Linked DNA regions of Arachis hypogaea: region 2 is linked to region 1. A link is a contact called in public Hi-C data. All regions are on one chromosome and are shown on one strand. The core of a region is the stretch at or near the end of the contact, and the rest is flanking DNA. Distances in the headings are between cores, read along the strand shown.

Region 1 (5,469 bases), core at 2,210-4,709:
ACCGACGCGTCCGCGTGACTTGCGAAGAAGACCAGCGACGCGTACGCGTGACTGACGCGTACGCGTGACATGCTCCACGTGCAGAACATGCAGAAACCGCTAGGGGTGATTTCTGGCCCCATTTAGCACCCAAGTTAGGTGCAGATCCACTAAAGCCAAGTGGTCCCCATGTTACAAGACGCGGAGTAGTTAGTTAATTCTGATTTAAATTCAAATTTGATTTTAAAATAGGAAAAGATATTATCTGAATTTAAAATATTAGATTTTAAATTAATTAGGATTAGTTATAAAAAGGGGAGACTTCTCTTCTATGAGGTACATTACATTAGAGGGATTCCATTAGGGAATTCTATACAAATTTACATTCTACATTCCATGAGCAACTAAACCTCCACTGTTAAGGTTAAGAGCTCTATCTATTTGTATGGATTGATTTTATTACTTTTTCTATTTTAATTTATGTTTTGGATTTATATTTAAGAATTGTTTTCATTCTTTATCTTATGAATTTGGGTGGAACGGAAGTATGACCCTCTTTCTATTTGAGTTCTTGTATAACTTGGAAAAGCTCTATACTTGAATAACAGCTTGAAAACATATTCTCCTAAATTCTAATTATCTGGATTTAACAGGATACGTGACATATAATCCTTTTATTCTTTGGGTAATTAGAGTTTTTTGTGGCTTGCAAATTGGAATTTGATCATGTACCTTTTAATTGGAATTAATTGACCAAGGAATTGACAGTTAATGAATTTTAGAGGAGACTAGGAAGGTCTAAGGAATTAGGGTCTAGTCACATATAGTTTGCCATAAATTAAATCCTACATAATTAAAATAGTTAGTAAGAAAAGTTAATCCGGAAAAATAGATAACTCTGAAACCTTAACTGTTTTCCCATATTTTATTTTTAACTTAATTACTTGCGTACCTGCCTTATGATATTTTAACTTAACCTTTTAAACATCTCAATATCAAAATCAATTTCTGCTTGCCTAACTAAGCCAATCAATCAATCATTGTTGCTTGATCCATCAATCCTTGTGGGATCAACCCCTACTCACGTAAGGTATTACTTGGTACGACCCGGTGCACTTGCCGGTAAGTTTGTGGGTTGTAAAATACCGCACCATCTCTCGGTCTCAATCTTTCCGTCTCTGTCTTTCCACCAAACGCTACCTTAAGAAATGTTAGAAATAATATTAAATAACAAAATTAATTAGATACTTATTTCAATTTTATTTATGTCTCTATTAGAATTAATATTCAAGTGAAATAACACATTTTAGAAAATATTTAAAATTCACGTGAAACTATTTCCTCAATTAAAGTACATTTAATTAAGTTAAGGAATAATTAGTTATCATACTTTATGGTGGATATCATGGTTATATATATATTAAAAAAGTTTAATTAGATTAAAAAAAGCACGTGATCGAACACTTTAATTAATATATATAAAAATCTCTTGGTATCAAAGTGTAGTTTCACATCTGCAATGTGAAAATCGTATGTAAAGGAATTACAATTACAAAGAGATTTAACATTATATATAAAAAAATAAAATTAAATAAAATATAGTCATGAGATTACACTAGAATACAAAAAGGATATATTGGGGTATATGGAAGGAGAAAATAAAAGAATATATTACAAAACTCTCTTTCAAAAATTATGTAATTAAATAAAAATTTTCAATGTAATTTATGTAAATTAAATAAATAAATAAATAATGTGAGAAAATAAAGCTTTACATGTATGCTACGACATAGTGAAATTTTGATTATAATGAATTTTAGTAGACAAAGTCTTAATATAATATGTGAAAAAATATTTACTCAATACTCTATAAGATATAACACTAAAAATAGATAAAATTTTATTAGAATTCGATATATATAGATTACTTTATGGAAAGATAATTTAAATAATTATAGAGATTGTTCTTTTATTTTATTAGTAAATCAAAATGTGAATTTTAACCTAGAGCAACTTCCACTATTTCATTATGCAAAATTAATCAATCAATTATCTGATATAATGAATTACAATTAATTGATTGATATAAATTATAATAAATTATGTGATACTTAAATATTTAATTAAATTATTTAATAAATTAATTTATTATAATAAAATAAATTTAATGAATTAAATAAAATAAATTGAAAAATACTCTTAGCAGTATGTTATATAATCTTTATATTAAGTGTATGAACCTAATTTTAATATAATAAATAGATAGATAATAGATAATGTAATAAATAATAGATAATATATTGGACAAAAGGTCTACAAATTAAAAATTTTTATTATTAAAATTATCTTTTTTTATCGGATTTTTTTTCAAGTTTATAATGTATTCAATATTTTAAAATGTAATTAATATTATAGAATTAATAAATGAGAAGTAACTTTTAGATTATTGGTTTTGCGAGCATCTTAGGCACCCAATACAAGAAGAGACCAAAGAAAAAATTATTATTTCAAAAGAATTAGAAAAAAAAAAAAAACAGTAGTAAAAAGTGGCGTAAACATAACATCACTTTCTCATGAGTCCATCAACTAAATTTCAGAAGCAAATTATGAAATTCTGACAAGCTAGAAATAGAACATGATTGCAAGTTGTAATTTCCAGTGAAGAGGAAAAGAAAAATCACTTGGGACAAAACGATTCTACTAAACCAATTAATACTTGGGACAAAATGATTCTACTAAACCAATTAATCAATACACAATTGTACATTTCCTGACACAAAAATAAAAAAATGTAGAGAAAATAATTTTACTGTTTGTCATCTTTTCTATTGGAAAAATCTAAGTGTATTATGTATTTGTACACCCAAATTCCTTTTGGAGAGCAGCTCCTTGCCCTTGAGAAATTATACACATAGTTCTTAAAATCGATTTAGATAATCGATGAATACATGGATCATTGGTTGAATTACTTATCATAAAGTTTAATCAAATACATATATAAATTAGACATAATTTCATTTGAATATATAATATATCTATTTTGTATGGCAACATTTTACAGAAAACATCTATAGTTTAATTAGTAATTATGAAATGTGGAAAGATAATTTGGTACAAGGTACACCATTATGAACTTAAATTATAACCAAGTAAGGAAACTCTTGTGAGCTAAAAAGAAAGTTCACAAAGTGAATTGGAAACCTAGACAGTGTCCAATTAAGTGACCATGTCAAGGAAATCTCCAATTAGCTCTCCTTGCTTTGCCACAAGAAACTCCCAAAGAGATTAAAATTTACATATTTGGATCATCTACATTTTAAATTTCACTTTAGAGAATAAAATAATAAAATATAATCTCTTACAATTTATTTCATAAATAAAAAAAAAATTTGAAAAAAAAAAACAATTCAACACTTTTAGGAGTTTGGTGATGACTGATGAACCACAAAACGACATAGTATTTGGGCCGGAACATTATTATGCCAATTATTTATGGTCTGAAGATGGTTTTGTCCATCTAATAGGTAATAAGTTTTAAGCCCTCTTTGTCTTTTATATTTCTTAAAGAATTAGTTAAAAATTAGGCCCAATAGGTGGTATCCCTAGAAAAAGCCCAATTATTCTTAGGTGAAGTGTCCTAATTCCTAAAGAAAAGTTGAAGTTGGATGGAAGCTGGAGGCAGCAGCAGCAGTGGCGAAGAAGATGGTGATGCGGCATGGAGGGCGGCCATCAATTCCATCGCCGGAACCACCACTTACCCCAATCCCAATGCCGCCCAAGAACGCAAGCCCAAAGCCCCACACCTTAAGCACTACCAACTCCAGGTTCGTTTCTTTCTGTTTCTAAACTCTGATTTGTAAGCTGAGGACACATATGTCCTTTCTCTTATTTACAATGGTTAGAGGAATTTTCATTTATTTGTCTTTTTCTTTTAAAATTTAGATAAAAATATAGGAATGGTTTATATCTAATATGTCGGCCTAGGAATTTATTTTTTTTGAAAGAAAACTCTAATGAGTGGGTGTTATGTTCCACGTTTCCCAATTCCTTTTTCTTGGTCTTATGGTGATGATGATGCTCATGGCAGGCACAAAAGCTTCTACATGACATGTTGGAAGAGACTATAGAGATAGTGAAGGAACCTGATCCTGTTCTGAATGATGAAGATCCCAAGATCAACCAAGAAGAAGAAGTAAGAGAACCTGGCATTCGCTTGTTCAAGCATGTTCGCCAACCAGGAATAGTGTTTGATCATTTTGGTAACTCACTGAATCAAATGACCCCTTTTCTACTGGCTTACTTGTCTATTCATGCTTGGTTTTGAAATTTCAATATATATTTATGGTTTCTATCTTTAATTATTTAATCTCTGTAATGTTGCAAAAAAGCTGCATTTCATAATAATAGTACTAACTTTTTTTCAGAATATAGAACACGCACCTGATTCTCTAATGGTTGAGAAGGTGGATCCCCAGGATGTACTCTGCAATCTATTGTTTTGTTGACCCCATCAGAAAAATTTCAAATGATTTTTTTTTTCTTTGAACTTTTTAGTGTTTGTTTTGTTTTGTGATGTTGCATGACAATCAATTATCTATTTTGTTAGTTAGTTAAGCATTGAGTTTCTGAGAAGTTGTCAAGTGTCAGTTTTGTGCAAGTACTAGCATGCATGCCTAGGGCCTCTGCTATTATGGCTTCTTATTTGGTCTGCCTCAACTTGTTGCCCAACTGAACCACAATGATTGTACTTGCTAACCACTGGATCATATAATTATGTAAATTTTACAAGTGTTATAGTTCGGTTCATCTAACTTAGTTGGTTTAGGGATCTAAAACACAATCTTGAAGCGATGAATTCAATCTAACATCTAAACAGGAAAACTAAAACTTTTTATGCTTATATTAGTACATTATAAAATCCTTGTTTAACACTAAGTCAATAAACAAACTACTTTTCTCTCACTTTTACTTTTCATCTTACCATCTCACCATTTCACTTCAAGGCAAATTGAATACAGTCTAATCATAAGTTGCTTACAAACACCACTTGAAGTTGAAGATCGAAAACATGTGGGTCGCCCACCTTAGCAGAACGTCCACTTTTGCAACTAATTAATGATGTGTTTGTCCACCCTTATCGTTACCATGACGATTTTTGTCTTTAGCATGCTGAGAAACTGATGCACTTTATGATGTTTAATGATAAAAATAATAATACTCAAATTTGTGATTTATTTTCCAATATTGACAATTGCATTGCATTTTGTATGTAGTTTAGGGTTTAAGGTTTAGGCTTATATGTATATATGTGGCTGCAGATGAACCCGAACCACCAAAGAAACGACCGAGATTACTTCCTGGAGATGATATTGATGAGAAATCAAAGAAGGTGTAGTAGTTAAAATCTTAAAATCTATACATACATGTCTCTTTTGTCTTATTGCCTGTTTGTCTTATATGGATTGAGTCAACAGTTTAAAAGGCGGGTTA
Region 2 (5,469 bases), core at 2,185-4,684, 130 kb before region 1:
TTTCATTTATCCTTGTTTGCCACTTTGAGCCTTTTTTAACCCCCAATTATTCTTTATGTTACCACATCACTAGCCTTAAGCAAAAAAATAGGTAATTACCCCAATTGGATCTTTGGCTAGCTTAAGATAGAGATTGTGTGTCAATTAAGTGTGGGAAAATGTGAAAACTTTGGTTGATGAGAGTGTGTATTGTTCTATTAACAAATACTGAGAATTTGGGTGCTACTCATTTGAATTATGAAAACCATATGCATGGATTTACTATGCATAAAAAAAACACCCCAAAATTAAATTCAATAAAAAGATCAATGCATATGAGATGAAATAAAAGAACATTTAAATACATGAGTATGTGAAACATACAAAAGTGAGATTATGGGTAGCTAGGCATGATTTTAGAAGTACATAGAGTGTGTGTGTGTGTGTTAGCTGAGAACCTAGGTTAGTCAAAGATTCAATTATAGCTCACTTGACCATACATATGTCTTCACCCTTACCTTAGCCCTATTACAACCTTGAAAAGACCTCATGATGTTTGCATTTGTACACTAGATGTTTGTTGATTAGTTAGATGAAGAGCAAGATTTTAGAAAGCATGACTAGAGGAGACTAGAGTGAATCAACCCCTAAACACTTGAGTGACTAGAGCGGATACCCATCCGATGAGGGTTCGATTGCTCAATCGCATGTCTTCACCACTATCGTTTATATTCTTGCAAGTTTGTAAATCCTTTTGATAATTCAGTACAATTGTGGGTTGGATCTAATTTCTATTGTTTTAGCCCTTATGCTTACATATGTTCTCTTAGAAGATCGATTTGTTTTGGCTTAAGCATTTACACTCATAATAAGTAGTTGCATTTAGATAGCTTGCATATAATTTAGTTGCATTGAATAAATGTCATACCCCTTGTTTCCCTCTTGGCTTAGCATGAGGACATGCTAAGGTTTAAGTGTGGGGAGGTTGATAAACCTCATTTGTAGAGCTTATCTTGTGTTGAATCTAGAGTATTTTATCAACCTTTTCTCACATTTACTCAACGAAATAGCATAGTTTTGTGATTATCTCCTAATTTATGCTTAAGTGTGAAAACATGCTTTTAGACCCTTAATTTGATAATTTTAATCCCCCTTTTGATCCCACTAGATGCCTTGATGTGTTTGTTAATGATTTCAGATTGGAAAGGGCTAGGAATGGATCAAAGGAGCGAAGAGAAAGCATGCAAAGTGGAAAAATCATGAAAAACAAAAGATTAGAGACACGCCCATGGACGCGCGCGCGTACCGGACTCGTACGCGCGGATCGCTCACTACTCCAAGGACGCGTACGCGTCGATGCCCACGCTGACACCTTTAATGAAATCGCACCCAGTGATTTCAGGAGGGCTTCTAGCCCAGTTTTGAGGCGAATCCTTGACGGAAAAAGGCTAAAGAGACCAAGGACTAAAGGGGGAAGGCATCAATCAATCATACACTTCTCATTATTCACAATTTAGGTTTAGATGTAGTTTTCTAAAGAGAGATGCTCTCTCCTCTCTCTAGGTTTTAGGTCTTAGTTTTATTCCTCTTTTGATTTCTGAATTCTATCTTGTTTCAATTTAGTTTCTCTTCTACTCTTAGTTGTTCTAGCATTCTAGTTTATTTGTTTACCTCATTGATTACTTTATGTTGCCAATTTAGTTTATGAACTCTCATGCTAGATTCAATTTTTCTATTAATGCAATTTGAGGTATTTTATGTTTATTGCTTCTCCCTTCATTTGTTTTCATTGATGTTTGCAATTAGTTGCTTAGATTTAATATTCTCCCATTAATTTTCTATGTTTTCATTTTATGCCCTCCAAGTGTTTGATGAAATGCTTGAGAAAATTTTAGCTTAGACTTTTATGTTCTTGGCTTGGGATGGTAACTTAGGAACTCTTGAGTTACTAATGTCCAAGCAATTGATGATTGGTAGCCATTGACTCTAGTTCTCACTAATTGAATTGGTGGAGAGTTAGGACTTATGGACTTGGATTGATATAACTCATTTGACTTTCCTTTACTAGTTAGAGGATGAATTAATGAGGTTGATCCTTGTCAATTCTCATGTTGTGGTTAGTGATAAGGATAGAGATCCTTGACCACCAACCCTTGCCAAGACCTCTTTATCATTGATTTTCATTACCATTTACATTTCTTGTTTCTCATTCAAAATCCCAAAACATACTTTTCCATAACCAATTATAAGCACACTTCCCTGCAATTCCTTGAGAGACGACCCAAGGTTTGAATACTTCGGTTATTACTTTTAAGGGGTTTGTTACTTGTGACAAACAAATTTTTGTATGAAATGATTCTTTGTTGGTTTAGAAAATATACTAGCAACGCGAATATATTTGTGAATTCTAGACCACACAAAAGTTCATTCTTCAATACTGTAGCTATAATGTAGGTCAACATTACCTGTACTGTAGAAACAGTAGAATCTAAGCCTATAAAAAATGCGCTTCAGCAACATTTTGGAGCATAGTTTTTAGAAGAAAAAGAATAGAGAGAGAAATTAGAGAGAGGCTCTGAGAATCCTTTGTAAGCCTTTTACTCTGATCTTTCTTTTTCGAGCTTTCTTTTTCAAGCTTTCTGTAATAAATAATTTTTAATTTATTTTTCTACTTTTAATTTAAGTTTCTGCATCTATATCCTCCCATCTATGCTTTAGCTTTGTCTTCACTTCCTTCCTCTCTCTTCTCCTTCATTTCTTTTTTACTTTCTTGAGATACATATATAGCAAACATACTCTTAGAAATTTTGATAAATTCACATTCAATATTTATAACTAGTGATGAAATACAACATAGTTTGATTTTAAAATTAAACTTGCAAATCCACTCTCAGCTCAACATATTATTATTATTATTATTATTATTATTATTATTATTATTATTATTATTATTATTATTTACACATAAATAATAACAAAAATATGAGATAAATTAAGATGATAAATACTTTATTTTCTTAATAAATGTTAATAGATTTAGCCTTAATATTTGTAGCATATATATATATATATATAAAAGATTCACATTAAAATATCTCTTCATTTCATTTATTTATAGTACAATATTCTTATTATTATTGAGGGAAAAAAAAGGACATCAACACATTGAATCTTCTTTTTTGTTGGTGATGTTGTTTTCCTTAATTTGGTCCTCTTATTATTTTGGGTTTCGGAGAAGGAGGCACGGGGTAGTAGTTATAAATACGTCTTGAAAAATATTACCAAAAAAAAGAAAAACCTCTTGAAAAAAGAAATATGGGCCGAACTTTGTGTTGCTTAGTTTATTTCTGGGCCGAAGCCTTTTTTCTGCTGAGTTCTACTGTGGGCTCCTCCATTGCGTAAAGCTTCAAGTCTGAATGAATTTAATTTTAGCCAAGTTGCAGGCTTGCAGGATCCGACAATTTAGTTTTGTTTTAGTTGCAACTAGCAAGGCTTTCTTTTCTCGTGCTGTACTGTGGCTTAGCTTTATATACTTCATTGTTCATAAATTAAAAATTTATATTGTTTTTTGTATCTAGAAACTCGGGGTTTGTTTAAAGATGGAAAACAGAGACACAGAGACAAAGATCCCTGAAGAACCTACTATTCATTGAGTTGGAAATGATTTAACACCTGAGTTCATCTTTTCTACAGAAACTGTACCCATAGAAAACATAAAAGACATAAGCTGGTCGTTGTCATTGCTATCTTATCTATAAAATAAAATGTAAAAAAAAAAATACTAAAGTTTTAAGAAAAACATTCGTACAAATTAAAAGGGTGAAAATTCATTTACAATTGTCTTCATATGAAATTGATATTTAAGAATTGCTAAATAATTTGATAAATTTCACTAAATTATTATTTAATAATTTTCAGTTATCAACTTTATATAAAGAAATTGCATGGGAGTGTTCGTCGATTAAAATAGTACACGGAATACAGTGGGCACTCATCGAAAAAAAAAAAGGGAGACTCACTGTTAATTTCTCTCTTTCTCTCTCTATATCTTTGCACGCTTACAATATGTGTGGGAATAAGCATCAAGCTTTAAAATATGCATATAGAAGAAAAGAAGAAAGGTGGTATGGGCCAACATGCATGCATGAATGATCAATCTCTCCTTAAAGAACCCTAATACACAAAGCAACCGACCAGTGGCTGTCCATTATTGATCATGCTGGAAAATTAATTTACGATTGCTGCTGCCTAATGTTGATAGGATCCGAAAGATGATCATCGGCCAAATTAAGATTCATAAAGTACATTATTAATTAACAAAGCATAGCTTCTTATTTAGCCATCATGTATATGTATTTATAATTATGTATATTTATGCATGTTTCACAAGTTTTTTCAATAGAGTAAGTTCCTATTAGAATAATCAAATTTTTTTAGAATAATTAAACTTTTGAACAATGCGTGCAAACATATAAGTTGCCGACTTGCCGCCGTAGGTATTTTTATATTTTTATTTGTATTTTGATTATAAATTTGATTCTAATTAGATTATTAATGTGAATCGAGTTTTACTATTTTTATATTAAGTGTTATTATAAATGTAACTATAGGTTGATTATATTTTCTATTAATTTTAATCATAAATATAACTATGATATTTTTTATTTTTATACAGATAGCTAATTTGAGTATTCATGTAATATTTTTTAAATTATATTTGTTTCTATCTATCAGCGAAATTGAATCGTTTGACATAAAAGAAAAAACCAATAGCCACTCATCATAATTGTTTTTAACTCGAAGAGGAAAATTTTTGCAAAAAGGGAAGAGTAATGATATGTCAAATAGAAGGGGCAAGCACCCCATGAGAAGTTTGAGATGTGCAACCATAAAAAGATGAACCCACTATTAATTATTTTTTCCCCTTTTGATTGTTTTGTGTACTTTCAAATTGATTGGCTTTCAATTCATGGGCAAAAGCTGCCTCTTGATGAAGCACTTTCCTTCATGAAAAAGTTGTGTGTTTTGTGGGGGGGCATAGAAACGGTAAAAGCTAAAATCTGTGACATATATAAAGACGATAGACTTTAGACTAAGGGAATGGGAAGAATTTTAAAAAAATTAAAAAGAAAAAGGGAAACGCTTTTTGGGTCATTAAAATAGAATTATAGAAGACAATTTCAAACATGGTGTGCTGTGCACTAAGGCCATTAATCATCTTATGATCGTTTAGCCATTTCTATTGATTGATTCCCATAGCACATAAATGTAGGAGAAACAAACCAAGGTAAAAGGAAACTTTTTGAAACTAAATGAATATGAAAAAATTACATTATAAAAAGCAATTGCAAATAATTAAAGGAAAAAATCCGTTGCTCTCTTTTAAAAATGTTATTTCAACAACTGATAGTGGCTTAACAACTAACAACTGAAAATGATTTATAAAAATTATTCTTGGTTACCTGTTACCCTCTAACTCTTGAGATGGGT

Evidence for each region. A called contact is a pair of places that touch in the nucleus more often than the background predicts.
Region 2: a contact with region 1 is called in a Hi-C map of an unstated tissue, with 2.4 times the contacts expected there. The contact joins the enhancer-like site here to the promoter of LOC112800445 in region 1. A contact is called at or near these places in 2 of 8 Hi-C or Micro-C datasets (leaf and an unstated tissue).

Annotation. Positions count from the first base shown.
Region 1 is chr1:21,241,382-21,246,850 of arahy.Tifrunner.gnm2.J5K5, reverse strand. LOC112800445 reads left to right here and starts at 3,459. Exons shown (of 4, transcript XM_025842730.3): 1 at 3,459-3,803; 2 at 4,067-4,238; 3 at 5,298-5,368; 4 at 5,454-5,469. The coding sequence starts at 3,645.
Region 2 is chr1:21,368,331-21,373,799 of arahy.Tifrunner.gnm2.J5K5, reverse strand. No RefSeq gene overlaps it. Among protein-coding and RNA genes, the nearest start is that of LOC112800456, 13 kb to the right of the region's middle. Within about 2 kb of position 3,434, at least 3 of the 3 cell types and tissues checked have open chromatin away from gene starts, as enhancers often do.